Regions from separate parts of the Mus musculus genome. Here region 2 is linked to region 1. Evidence: chromatin contacts called from public HiChIP or PLAC-seq data. All regions are on one chromosome and are shown on one strand. Each heading gives the region's core, a stretch centred on a gene start, on an enhancer-like site or on the middle of the called end of the contact. The rest is flanking DNA. Distances are from core to core; before and after follow the strand shown.

What was found. HiChIP or PLAC-seq counts read pairs in DNA pulled down with a chosen protein or histone mark.
Region 2: an H3K27ac HiChIP or PLAC-seq map of double positive thymocytes shows a contact between it and region 1, with 10 times the contacts expected there. The contact joins two enhancer-like sites. A contact is called at or near these places in 7 of 39 promoter capture datasets (the 3T3-L1 cell line, the C10 cell line, cranial neural crest and 4 more), 4 of 15 datasets of contacts at CTCF or cohesin (the NIH/3T3 cell line, large pre-B cells, pro-B cells and 1 more), 46 of 484 Hi-C or Micro-C datasets (B cells, the C2C12 cell line, DN3 thymocytes and 29 more) and 11 of 115 datasets of contacts at active chromatin or transcription factors (double positive thymocytes, embryonic stem cells, forebrain and 2 more).

Annotation. Positions count from the first base shown.
Region 1 is chr12:74,308,566-74,315,061 of GRCm38.p6, reverse strand. It overlaps Gm34552 (a long non-coding RNA gene), which reads left to right. Exons shown (of 3, transcript XR_872825.2): 3 at 893-3,296. Among named protein-coding and RNA genes, the nearest start is that of Gm34552, 5.3 kb to the left of the region's middle. Within about 2 kb of position 2,746, at least 9 of the 459 cell types and tissues checked have an H3K27ac peak or open chromatin away from gene starts, as enhancers often do. A contact at or near this core is called in DN3 thymocytes and double positive thymocytes, where this site is marked.
Region 2 is chr12:75,445,729-75,452,224 of GRCm38.p6, reverse strand. Ppp2r5e (protein phosphatase 2, regulatory subunit B', epsilon) reads left to right here. Exons shown (of 14, transcript NM_012024.3): 14 at 1-2,762. Among named protein-coding and RNA genes, the nearest start is that of Gphb5, 32 kb to the right of the region's middle. Within about 2 kb of position 2,319, at least 74 of the 459 cell types and tissues checked have an H3K27ac peak or open chromatin away from gene starts, as enhancers often do. A contact at or near this core is called in DN3 thymocytes and double positive thymocytes, where this site is marked.

The DNA of each region.
Region 1 (6,496 bases), core at 1,497-3,996:
GCTTTAAGGTTGGGGTGGGGGATACCTCATTTGCATGGAGAGTCATTCCAGGAAGGCGAGCTTGTAATTTCGTCAAGGATTACATGACATTCCTCAGAAGATTAGGGTTGGGCTCTCTAGATGAGGCAGAAAAGAGGAAGCCCCAGCAAAGTGGCATGCAAACCATTAATTTTTTTTTCCACTATTAGAGACAAATCCAGGATCTTACAGGAAGTAAATGCCCTCCATGGCTGAGCTCAGCCCTATACCATGACCTTGACCCTCAGGAAACATTTCCACTTTTCGCTGGGCATCTTTTAATTTAGTGGGATAAATGAGACAAGCTATATGTTCTAGAATGGTCTACCCAGTTAGCTCAGCATCTGGCCCATTCTTAGCTGAATACTCGACACGATCCTCTGCCAGGAATGGTTTTGTTGGAATCCGATCCTAATGCCCAGACTTACAGACTAAACAGGCAGCTCTGAGCTGTACATTGCTAGGCTAGGCAGCTGATAATATCAAAAGTGATGTTGCACACTCTGCAATATTTAAACATTTTTTATGTATGTAGATGTTTGGCCTACATGGATGTCTCTGTACCATGTGTGTGCCTGGCACTCTTGGTGACCAAAAGAGGGCAGTGAATCCTTTTAAACTGGAATTGAATATGCTTGTGAATTGTCAGGTAAGTTCTGGAATGAGACCCAGGGACTCTGGAAGAACCAGTGCTTTTTAACTGCTGAGCTGTCTCTCCAGGTATATCCTCACAGATCCCGTTTTTTGAAAGTATGTTAGAGTTATACACAGCCAACAAACTTCATTACTTATACAAATAAGCCAAAGCTACAAGACCCTTAATTTAAGATGTATTTTCTTCCAGGAGGAGGAGGAGGAGGAGGAGGAGGAGGAGGAAGAAGAAGAAGAAGAAGAAGAAGAAGAAGAAGAAGAAGAAGAAGAAGAAGAAGAAGAAGAAGAAGAAGAAGAAGAAGAAGAAAAGACATATCACAATAACAACAACACACACAATATCTGGTCCATATTTACGAAACTTGAAACTTGAGCAGTTTGCTATTAAAAGAATAAAATGGTTTTGTAATTTAAGACAAAAGAAACGTCAGGCAGTCCAGTTCCCTGAGGTACACAGAGTTATTAAAGAAACATTTGTTCCCCCGAGTCACTTTTGAGGATGTCTGGCTATGGCCTGAAAAGCAGGAAAGGAATAATGAAGCTGAGGGTTGGTTTCACAGGGATCTTCACCTGATCTTTCTACTGGAGCTGCTTTTGTTCTTGAGCACAGGAGGAAATAAAGGACACAAACAGTTGTCTCTGCGGGAATCATGACTAAAAGTGTGAGTCCAAAGCAAGGAGGCCAATAAGGGAGCTATGTGGGAGTCTTCACGCCAGCCCTTACTGGCTTTCTGTGGGAGTCTTCACCTTTTCCCTTGCTGCCTTTCATAGCAGTGGTTTTCCTGTCTTACACACTGATTGACACAAACCCATAGCCAGTGAACCTAAACAGCCCATTGGAGGAGAAGATACCTGAGCTTTGAGACTCAGTGGAGTGAGAATCACAGGATTTCAGAGCTGGCCTTCCACTCCCTCCCCTCACACTGGTGGGTGTTTGAGTCTTTCTGTTTGCATACAAGGTTAGTCTTCTTTGCTATACCTCCATCTTGAACTCAATAACTGAAGGTATTCTGGCTTAGGCCGAACATCAAGGCAGGAGCATGGGAAGACTGGGAAGGGAGCCATACTTGCGCATGCAGGAGGGGAGGAGATGGAGCCTTTGTTCCAGACAAATGGATAGAGGAAAGTTTTTATTTCAAGCAATATTATAAGACTGACAGCAGGGCAATGGTGGCACACACCTTTAATCCCAGCACTTGGGAGGGAGAGACAGGCAAACCTCTGAGTTTGAGGAGGTCAGCTTGGTCTACTGTTAATAACTCTGTCATCATGTCTGTTGTCTGAGAGTGTTTCCTTCTACCATAACAAAATATCTGAGACTAAATAGCTTAGAAACAACAGAAGTTTATTCCTTACAGTGTCAAAGGCAGTGAAATCGAAGATAAAAACACTGGTCAATTCAGTCTCTGGTTCCAAGGTAGTGCCTTTACTGTGGAGTCTTTCCTCTTCCGAAGAAGAAGAGGATGTGTGTCTTCACATAGCAGGGGCACAGATAAAAGAATGACTGACAGCTACCCCAATGCTTTTCTTATAGTAGCATCAGTTCACAATGAGTCTTTGTGACCTAACACCTTCCATTTGGCCCCGCCTCCCGACACTGTTGCCTAGGGATCAAGGAGGGATAGCCTTCCACCACATTCCTGAATTGCCTTGCCCCAAGGGACCTCACAATTTCATCTGTCTGGGTCTCCCCTGAGCATCTGAGCTCCTAAGCTGGACCAACTGTGTCAGGAGAATGTAGAGACCCAGGTGGCCATTGGCTGACCAAGCCAATGGCTTTTCTCTCTTGTGGATAGTTCCTTTTACATTCTGAGTGAATCTGTCTTCTGTGAAGGTTCCATGTCTGGTTCAGTCACAATCGTCACAGCTCAGCCTGTTCTTTGGTTTTCACTTTCTACCATCTCCCTTCTTGGGATATTTGTTTCTCTTCAGTTTGAAAGCCACTTTCATTTGAAAGTTCCCCCACTGTCAATCTGTGTGACTCAGAAAGCTTTGGCCTCTGCTTATCCTCTCTGCCCAACTCCCCAACCTATTCAGTAACACCCAGCATTCTTCCGGCTTCTGACCTGTCTCAGAGCCACCTGGACTAGTCTCTCAGCTCAATCCGTCAGATGGTTATGAATCCAGCTGTGGCTTGCTTTGCAAAGTCCCTCCTGCCTTCCCACTTCCTGTTACACTCTCCCAGACTTGATAAGCATAATTTCTTCTATTTTACTTTGAAGCACCTGGAAATACTCTTAAGCTAAATTCGTTTCAACAATTAACTCTTGCTATTCTGCGAACAGGCTGCTTTCTTTGTTAATTCCCTCTTCTCCCACACCTAATACTATTTTTTGGCTCAAACGGATTCCCAAAAGTCCACCTCAGCCTTACCTCTGATACTTGTAGTCAGCAAGCTTACAGAGTGGCCTCCAGAGAATTAAGACCATCGATCTTCCCCATCAGATGTTGAGACGCTTCTCCATAGCCCCCATAGCCATCCGTGGAAGGATCTTGATTACAATAACAGTAGAGAGCATTAACTCACAATTCCACAGAAACGACCCCTTGCCATATTTTCCAAGGGCTCTGTAGACGTTAATCCCTCAAAGCAACTCTGTGAAATAAACACTACTAGTCTCATTTTACACACGAGGAAATGGGCTGGAATGATAAAGAAATTAGATTTTGGGGGCTGGTTAAGAGCACTGACTGCTCTTCCGAAGGTCCTGAGTTCAAATCCCAGCAACCACATGGTGGCTCACAACTATCCGTAATGAGATCTGACGCCCTCTTCAGGGTTGTCTGAAGACAGCCACAGTGTACTTACAAATAAATAAATAAATGTAAGAAAGGAGAGGAGAGGAGAGGGGAGGGGAGGGGAGGGGAGGGGAGGGGAAGAGGAAGAGGAAGAGGAAGAGGAAGAGGAGGAGGAGGAGGAGGAGGAGGGGAGGGGAGGGGAGGGGAGGGGAGGGGAGGAGAGAGAAGAGAAGAGAAGAGAAGAGAAGAGAAGAGAAGAGAAGAGAAGAGAAGAGAAGAGAAGAGAGAAAAGAGAAGAGAAGAGAAAAGAGAAGAGAAATTAAATTTCATTGGCAGTGAATGGGAAAATAGAAACTGAACCCAGGGGTGCTGGAGACAACAGCAATGAGCAACAGTGTCTTAAGGGGCAACAAAGGCACTGCAGGCTTTAGTCCTAGTGCGGAAGCCTCCTGGGTCTGCCCCACTATTCAGCACTAGTTTCTCTGGGACTCATGTTGCCAAGCTCCAGGCTGGGGTTCTAAATTCTCCTGCCTTCTCTTCCTGACTGTGGGGCTACTCTCCTGCCTGTGTTACCACCCTAAACTCTGTCCCTTTCTTCCATCCTAGTCCCATCCCCCTGCCCTTCCACCACATCTCTAGTCACTACTTCATGCTTCTTTTTGTTCCAATATTTTTTCTCCTCTGCAATCATTAACTGCATGCTATGTTATCCACATGTATGGACTTATGGACTAAAGTCCTTTGTGGAGTCTCCTTTATTAATATTATATATGTGTATATATGTGTGTGTATATACATATATGTATATATTTGATACTATTAATTGTGGGAAGCCGTTGAAGAGTGGCAGTTACAGAGTGGCAGTTACAGAGTGGCAGTTACAGAGTGGCAGTTGCAGAGTGGCAGTTGCAGAGTGGCAGTTGGCTACAGCTGGCCACCACACATACATAGCCAGTAAAGGTTCTTTTGCCAAGGTGAGGTTTTGAGAATTGACAAAAGTTAACCAATCAGATGAGAGACAAGTTAACCAATCAGATGAGAGACAAGTTAACCAATCAGATGAGAGACAAGTTAACCAATCAGATGAGAGAGAACGCCTGTCCTAGGCCTATAAAAGCAGCACCAGTTCTGGGCTCGAGGTCTTTTCGCCTCTACAATCAAGCTCTCCCAATAAACGTGTGCAGAAGGATCCTGTTGCAGCGTCGTTCTTCCTGGCCAGTCGAGCGCGCGCAAGAAGTGGTGCTGAAAACCCGGGAAAAGAAACATCTTCAGGCACGAGCGAAGACCCCCTGCTACAGGGAGGATTCAGAACTGCATCACGGGGAAGGAGCGGTTAATAAAGGTTCCCGTAAAACAGGCTGCTGAGAAGGATCCAGCGTGGATTCAGAACTCTTCAGCTGGGGAACGGTGGTAATAAATGTTCCTGTAAAACAGGCTGCTGAGAAGGATTCAACAGAGTGAATTCAGAACTCTTCAGCTGAGGAACGGCGGTACCGGTAAGTAGAAAGAAATTAATGTGAGTCTCTGAGAAGCATGCTCTCCTAAGAAATAGGATCTCGGTAAAGAGAAAAATAGGATCTCCGGCTCTGGAGACAAGAAAGTGAAAGTAAGAGAGAAAGTGAAAGTAAGAGGATAATAGGGACAGTCTATGGGTTACTTTTTTTTTCTAGCCATTGGAGTAATTTTTCTGAGTCTTTTTTGTTGTTGTGGCGACTGTGTGGAACATGAAAGACTAGGTATGGGGTCGTCACAGTCACACCCAATTTTTTCAGCGCTCGATGAGCTGCTAAGAGTGAAGGGCGCAAAACTATATCTTTTGGGTCATATTCAACCTTCTGTATCTCCATGGAATACCCAAAATTTTGTTATCAGAAAGAAATTGGGCAAATGGAGGTTGTTACAGGATCTGCAAGCTATTAATGCACAGATGCAGGTGATGGGCTCCATTCAGAGGGGTCTGTCTCTCTTATCTGCTCTGCCAGAAAAGTGGCCTCTAAAAGATTGTTTCTTTTCCATTCCATTAAATAAGAAAGATAAACCTAGATTTGCATTCACCTTGCCTTCTATTAATCATATGGAGCCTGATAAAAGGTACCAATGGCGGGTATTACCTCAAGGAATGGCAAATAGCCCTACCATATGTCAGTTATATGTAGGAAAAGCCTTGCAACCAGTTAGGGATGGTTTCCCCTCCTTAAAAATTTGTCATTATATGGATGATATTGTGATTTGTGGACCTGAAGAAGAAAGTATACAGCAAGCTTATGGCTTGCTTAATGAAACTTTAAAAAATAATGGCTTGATTATTGCACCAGAAAAAGTACAGCAGTCTGACGTTAGTCATTTTTTAGGAGCCACTATTACTTTACGATGTGTCACCCCACAAAAGATTAGTATTAGAAAAGATCATCTAAAGACACTAAATGATTTTCAAAAATTATTAGGAGATATAAATTGGATTAGACCTTATTTAAGAATCCCTACTTCGGAATTAAAACCTTTATTTCAAATTTTAGAAGGAGACTCACATATTACCTCATTGAGACAATTAACACCTGAGGCTTCTGATGTTCTTAGGAAGGTGGAAAGAGCTATCCAAAATGCACAGTTAAACCGTATAAATGAGCAAGAACCTTTGTACCTATGCATATTAAGAACCATAAATTTGCCAACTGCTGTGTTATGGCAAAATGGTCCTTTAGTATGGATATACCCACATATATCCCCTAATACGACTATAGAGCATTATCCCACCATGGTAGCAAATATGGCCCACAAAGGGATAAAAACTTCAATTACGCACTTTGGAAAAATACCTGATAGCATAGTTGTCCCTTATACTGTCGCACAAATGCAAATATTGTGTGCTACTATAGATGAATGGGCCATTCTTAGATGCAGTTATTCTGGTTTAATTGATAATCATTATCCTAAACATCCGTTATTACATTTTATGTTATTACATCCAGTAATATTTCCAAAGGTAACAGCTAATACCCCTATAAAGGGAGCCATCGATATTTATACAGATGGATCCAAAACAGGAATTGGAAGTTATGTAATTAATGAAAAGGCTGTAAGGTTGCAA
Region 2 (6,496 bases), core at 1,070-3,569, 1.1 Mb before region 1:
CCAGCAGTGTTCATGGCATAGAGCCGACTCTGTGTTCATATGTTGAGTTGTGATTATAGCTAACATGAACACACATGAGCTATTGTTGCTCTTAGTAGAAATACAGTATAAATATGGGCTTGTATATTTTCTTCCTTCCTTTTAAATGTAAAGTAGAATATATAGAGCTTTGTTGTTTCCAAGGAAAAGGAGGGGAAAAGCCACTGACCTATTTCACTTATGAAGTATTTCCAGATTGTCAGTCACAATGTGTACATAAATGTAAGCTAATTATGGATATTTTCATTTAGGTACCTTTGTTCTCTTGTTTTTTAAAGGTATGCGTACCACCAAGTCCAAGATGGTTCAGTGGAATAAATAGGACTCTTAAAGAGCGTTAAGGAGGGTTCCATCTGAGGACCTGGAAAGTGTGAGCAGAGCTGCATGTTCACATATTGATGCTAAGAAGCAAACCATAGCACATCTCCCTTAGCTGTCTTAGCCGTTTCCATCTTCATTACACATATCTTTGATAGTGTAGACCTTGCTTGCTGTGGTCCCTCTGGGGATGACATGTGCTCATTTGACATGAGGAAGGTCAGGACCTCTTTCTGCACCGTGTCCTGTCCTCAGAGCTAAGGGTCAGTGTTGTCTGTTGGTCATTCCCAACTGAGAGGAATGAAGCTAAGCTTTAGACTATTTAAAGATGTGATGAGAGCTGAATGTCAGAACTCACAGGGCAATCTCTGAGAAGAAACACTCATTTCCCTTTTAACCAAAAGTGACAATGTGACCTCTGTCATGTTGTGTGTGGTGAGGAGAAGCTAGCCCAGGTGACTTGATTGTTGCACTATGTGACATATTTAAGGACATACTTGCTGCATTTGCAGCAGCCCCCCTGTCTGACCTCCCTGGGCAATCCTGCTGTCACTCAATGTGAGTTAACTGTGACAAACTCAGCTCTGTGTTATATTTTGTTTGCTTCATAGTTTCCAGAACTATATATAAATATATTTTTTCAATAGCAAATATTGTAGTTAGTGAGTGGTGACCACTTCAACCTTATCCCTACCATATTGGTTTCAGGGATGGGACTAAGAATGTCCTTGGAATAAAAAAATTAAAATATAACCCTGTGATTTAGAATGATGCCGAGGTTGCAGGTTGCAGCCTGCAGCAGCTGTGTGAGCGAAGTGACCGTCTCCTCTGGATCAAGCGTCCACTCCTCATTGTGCCCAGGCCCCAGTGCTCCTTCATCACTGTTTAGTTATTGTCCGCTGTGGTTTTGATTATATTTTGCTCTTCCTGACATTGACTGTTTTTTTTTAATAAAAGAAAATAAAAAGTAAATGAATAACCCCTGAATGTGACTGGATGCAGGGATAAGCCCCTCCCTCCTCCTTGGGCTCTTTCCCTAAGTGGCAGGATCGCGCTGGCTCTGTATCTCCCGTGCGTGCGGCAGTCCAAGGTGCAGACCTAGGGAGCACTTGTCATCACACCTCCTATACTGAACACATAACCCTAGGCTCAATCACTTTATGGAAAGGGAAATAAAGTAGACTTTATTTTAGGGATGGAGCCGGGGAGTGGTGTGTGGATGGGAGGCTGGTATCAACATCACTAAGTATTCCGAAGGTCTTCTTGCTTTGTTTTTCCATTTTAATTGATACACTGACCTGGCCCAGGAAAGGAAGAGCCGCTCTCCTTTGATGTTATTAGCCAACATTCCCACAAAGTGACGGTCACCTGTCTCAGAAAGGCAACAGGAGATATGATCCGTGACATTTTATTTGCACATGAATATTTTATTTTTGTATTCTGGCTCAGCTGCTTCTCTTCGTGGAGTTAGGGAGGAGCCATAAAGGACTTTTGTAATAAGTAATATTGGCAACGCATTTTATACTCCTCTATGTTTACTTTTGAGAACCTGAAAGAAGGGGTGTGCGTCCGAGAGGAGGGTGAGCGGAGCTTGAGCCAGCGGAATGTTCCATTTGTCTGCCGCTTGTGCACGAGAGCGGCCAGCTGTAGCGTCTCCTGGAAACCAACGCCCCGTGCTATGACGTCTGTGAGCCTAGGTTTCCTTTCCTCCCCTCCCTTCCCCCATCCTCTCCTCCATTTTCTTTCTTTCTCAACCCATCCCTTTTTTTTTTTAAATCACTTACTGTAAATAAGTTGTAATCTAAACCTCATGTATCAATGGGGAAATTTCAAATATAAATATTACCAACACGTTTTCTTGTTGTCTGGCTTTTGATTGGAGTGTAATGAGAATGGCATGCCCATCTCCTCAGGCCTGAGGGTTTCATCTCAGCTCCAGCCTCTCCTCTCCCTCATTTCATTGTTGTGGCAGGAGAGGGCAGCACACGTTCATTTTTCCCCCCGCTAGGAAGCCACAGTGTTAGCTGTGGATGAGTGTTTTTCTTAAGTTTTCAAAACATCCGTTGGTGCATAGATGTGAAAATGAAACAATATGAAAAGTTGCATATGAAAAATGACAGACTGGTTTAGCCAGGCAGGGAAGCCTTCTGATCCACTTCAAAGTAAAAAATTACCCAAGACACTTCCAGCCCCTGTTGAACCAGACTTCTTCCGTTTCAAACAGCAGGATGCAGGTGGCAGCTTACACACTTGGAAATAAGCGTTCATCTTTGAAAATAATATACTCTCTCAAAAGTGGTTACAGACTAAGCAGAGGTGCTCCCCAAAGCAATGTAATCCTCCCGTTGACAGCTATGTGAGATTCTGTACTGTGGGTGTCCCTAATAAATAAGCACTGAAGGGTGCAGGTGCCTGGCTGCTTGTCTTTATTGTCGACCCTGTGGCCTTTTGGGTCATACTAATAATGTTGAACTGAGTTTTGAGATGTGTGTGTGGGGTGAGTGTTACCAGGTTTCAGTTTTGAGAAACGTTATGTCTAGGGGTCTAGGGAGTGGCCCAGTGGCTATCACTATAACAGTGTTCCACTTATTCTGCCTCCCAGGCTGCAGCATGGGGTAGGACTGGTGAGAATATTCCGTCTGGTCCTTTAGTGTGACGAGGAATATCTAAAGGAGGAGCAGATTCACTTCAGCAGGGCTGGCGGAGTTTATGCTGCCCGTGGCCTGGAGTGCTGCCAGATGTCCCATTTCTTCCTCTCAGGACTTCCTCATTGGACCACCCTGTGGCAACTGGAAGTGAAAACTACCCATCCTTTGAGGCCTGGCTCCAGAGACTGATAGCAACTGTTTCACCACTTCCTGCTGGTCAAGCAGTCGCAGAGCCTGCTCAGAAGAGTGGGAGGTCATTTGTACTCCTCCTAAAGCTGCCATGGAGTCCTTTCTTTGCAGTATTTGCCTTCTGTGGAATTTGCTCTCATGGCGAATTGGAGCATGTCACGTTTTAGAGTCACCTGGAGCTAGGATGTTCCATGTATAGTTGGGTTATTTGTATGTAGGTTGTTGAGTGGGAATCTAGATCCATTGTTTTCCACTGTGAGCTTCCAGTTTGGTGTTTGGTTTGGTTTGGTTTTTTTGAGACAGGGTTTCTCTGTGTAACCCTGGCTGTCCTGGAACTCACTTGGTAGACTAGGCTGGCCTTGAACTCAGAAATCCGCCTGCCTCTGCCTCCCGAGTGCTGGGATTAAAGGCGTGAGCCACCACGCCCGGCGAGCTTCTAGTTTTTGTAATGGGGTTATGACAGAAGCCTTGCCTCAAGAAAGTGCCACAAAAATGTGGCTTTAGATCTCGATATCTTCTCCACTCGTCCCCCCTATAGTTTTATGATTGTATCATCGATGCCTTTTAATTTGGCATTTATTTTGAAGAATTTCAGTATGGTGGACCCTTCCTATTGCCACACAAAATTGAGGGATGTCGTGATGTTCCTAAAGTAAGTAAATGTTAGTGAGTAATGGGGAATATATGGAGTTGGTAACTTCAGAAGAATCATTACTTGGATACTACCAAGTCTTATGTTTTGAATGTGTGTACTCCCAAAACTTGTAGGAAATGGAGTCTTCAATAACATTTAGAGGTGGTGCCCATAGGTGATCAGTCTGTGAGAGTCTAACAGATGTGAGTGGAATGATTCTGTCACAGCAGGAATGAGTCAATTATGAAAGGTTAAGTCCAGGCCTGTCCTTTTTTTCTCCCTGTCTCTTACTCTGGTCTTCTACCATGAGCTGACGCAGCAAGAAGGTCTTCCCCAAATGCTAGGGCACCTACCAGCCTCCAGAACTGTGAGAGAAATTCCTCTGGACCAGTGAGACATTTAAACTTCTTTTCTTTATCCATTAATGTCTGGAGTTCTATACAGCAGCACTGACAGACTGAGATGGTCCAGAAACAGTGGATGCTGCAGTCCTTCCTCTCTGATGTCAGGTCAGGCTCTTCAGTATCTTCAAGTTGTAGAGTTCCCTAAGCAGAGCAGAATCAGACAAGGTATAGCCCTTCAGGTCTGGCCTTTTCACTTAGCATAACATTTAAATTTTCATACGTGTATGAGTTTTGCCTGAATATATGTCTGTCTATCATATGTGTGTCTGATGTCCACAGGGGTGTTGGATCTCCTAGTACTGGAGTTGCAGGTGGTTGTGTAGGTACTGGGAATTGAACATGGATGCTCTGGAAAAACAGTGTTCTTGACTACCGACCTACCTCCCCTGACCCTAGCGCAATACTTTGAAGATTATTCAGTAGCAGTAGTTGTCGTGGCGGAATAATCTTTTGTGTGGTGATAGCTTGCTTTCTTTTTATCATTAGATAAAAAGATTAGATTGTGTCCTGCCAGCCCCACTGTCTGACTTTCGGAGGAACCGTGAATGGTTTCCAGGGCAGCTTCACTAATTCCTTTTCCTCCAGCAACGAGTGATGTTCATTTCCTCTCCATCTGTGACAGTGTTGTCACTTCTGTATATGTCCATTATAGCTTAGTGGGCAGGTTGCTCATGGAAAACTTGTCTTGTTTGGGGTTTCTGTCTTGTTACCTTGAATATTACATTATGGGAACTCTGGATTTGCATATATTCTTCTGAGGAATATCGATTTATTTTCAAGCAGATATTTAACTGAGGCAGTGGTACCAACCTCAGGTCACAGCTTTAACCTTCTCAGGAGTTCTGTGGATGCAGGGGCCGTGGCTTATCCACAGGATCTGGCTGGCTCACACCTAATTTGTACTGCTCCTTTCTGTTCTTTGTTCCCAGGGCTATGTTTTAGTTTCCAGTTGCTGTGACTATCTTCACCTTTCTTCTGGCCAGAAGCACAAATTTTTCTGCTGGTGTTACCTTCAGCCTAGAAACTCATAAAATCTGAAACCATATCCAGTATCATCCTTTTTTTCTTAAGAGTTCAGTTCCTTTGAGTACTTTCCATTTGCCTTCTCCCGTACCTGTCGCCCAGCCCTCTTCTGTGCTAAAGTCTTTTCCCACTGTGGGACATTATTCTTAGGTCTGCTTCTGTTTCTTCTCTGTCCCTGTAGTCTCTGCCTTTGATGTGCCTTTCTTCCAGAAGCCAGCCCATACTTCACGTGTTTCCTAAGTCTCTTCCAACTTAGGAGAGTTCCACTTTTGAATGTTTCTAGTCAGTTGCTTTTTAGAAGTATCTGGAAATGGGTGTTTCTGATATTTTTCCCTGATTAGACTGAAGTTTTATATTTGGAGAATGATTTCAGGGGTGACACGCACGGTGTCTGCGCAGTGTGGTTGTGCAATCTCTTTGTGATGCAGTCATTGTCACAGGCTGCATCCCATCTCTTCCTTTCACATCCTGCTCAACCGTTGAGACTTACAAACCATCCATTTCATTTCTCAGACACTTCTGTGCTTCTGACAGAAGTACAGACTTTGCTGGCACCCCCACAGTTCCATGCAGAGAAGTTCCGCTGTCCTGGCCACCACAGACTGCTTTCTGCTGCCCCACTTAAAACTGAGTCCTCTGCCAACTCCAGCCATAGCAACTGCCAGGCTGCTTTCCCGCCTCTAGTTTTCCTCTTAGGTGTCATGGAAATGGGACCACTCGATGCATAGACAAACAAGTGGGCTCAACAAGCAGGCAGGTGGACTGTGGTGTAAGTCAGGGTCTTAGAGTAGAGATCCCGTCTTTCCTCCCTGCCTCTTTCTTGTCCACGCTCCACTTTGTATTCAGTTGCTAGGATTCCTAGGTTTCTTCCACTCTGAGAGCCTTATTGTTTACAGAGGACACATGTTTGTTTAGAAAAATCCCTCAAAGTGAGCTTTTTTTTTTTTTTTTAAAGTTCCCCCCTGATTAGCTTGCATTATTTTGCATTATACATTATTTTGAAGGATTACTTCCAATTTCTCGATTGTTCTGTGTGGCCTGGAGAATGATTTGTGGTAGCTGTGCTTTCAGTTTTGAATGAGTGAGTTTCTTGAGTATATAGCAAGCAAAATTAAAAGGATAAGTACCAAGAAGCAGAGAGAAAGAAGTGGACAGACAGCAAGGCCTCATCAAAGCAGGCACCGGAAATATTGCTCAGAGATAATTGGAATAGCCAGATTGAAAGAGCAAACAAGAGGAAC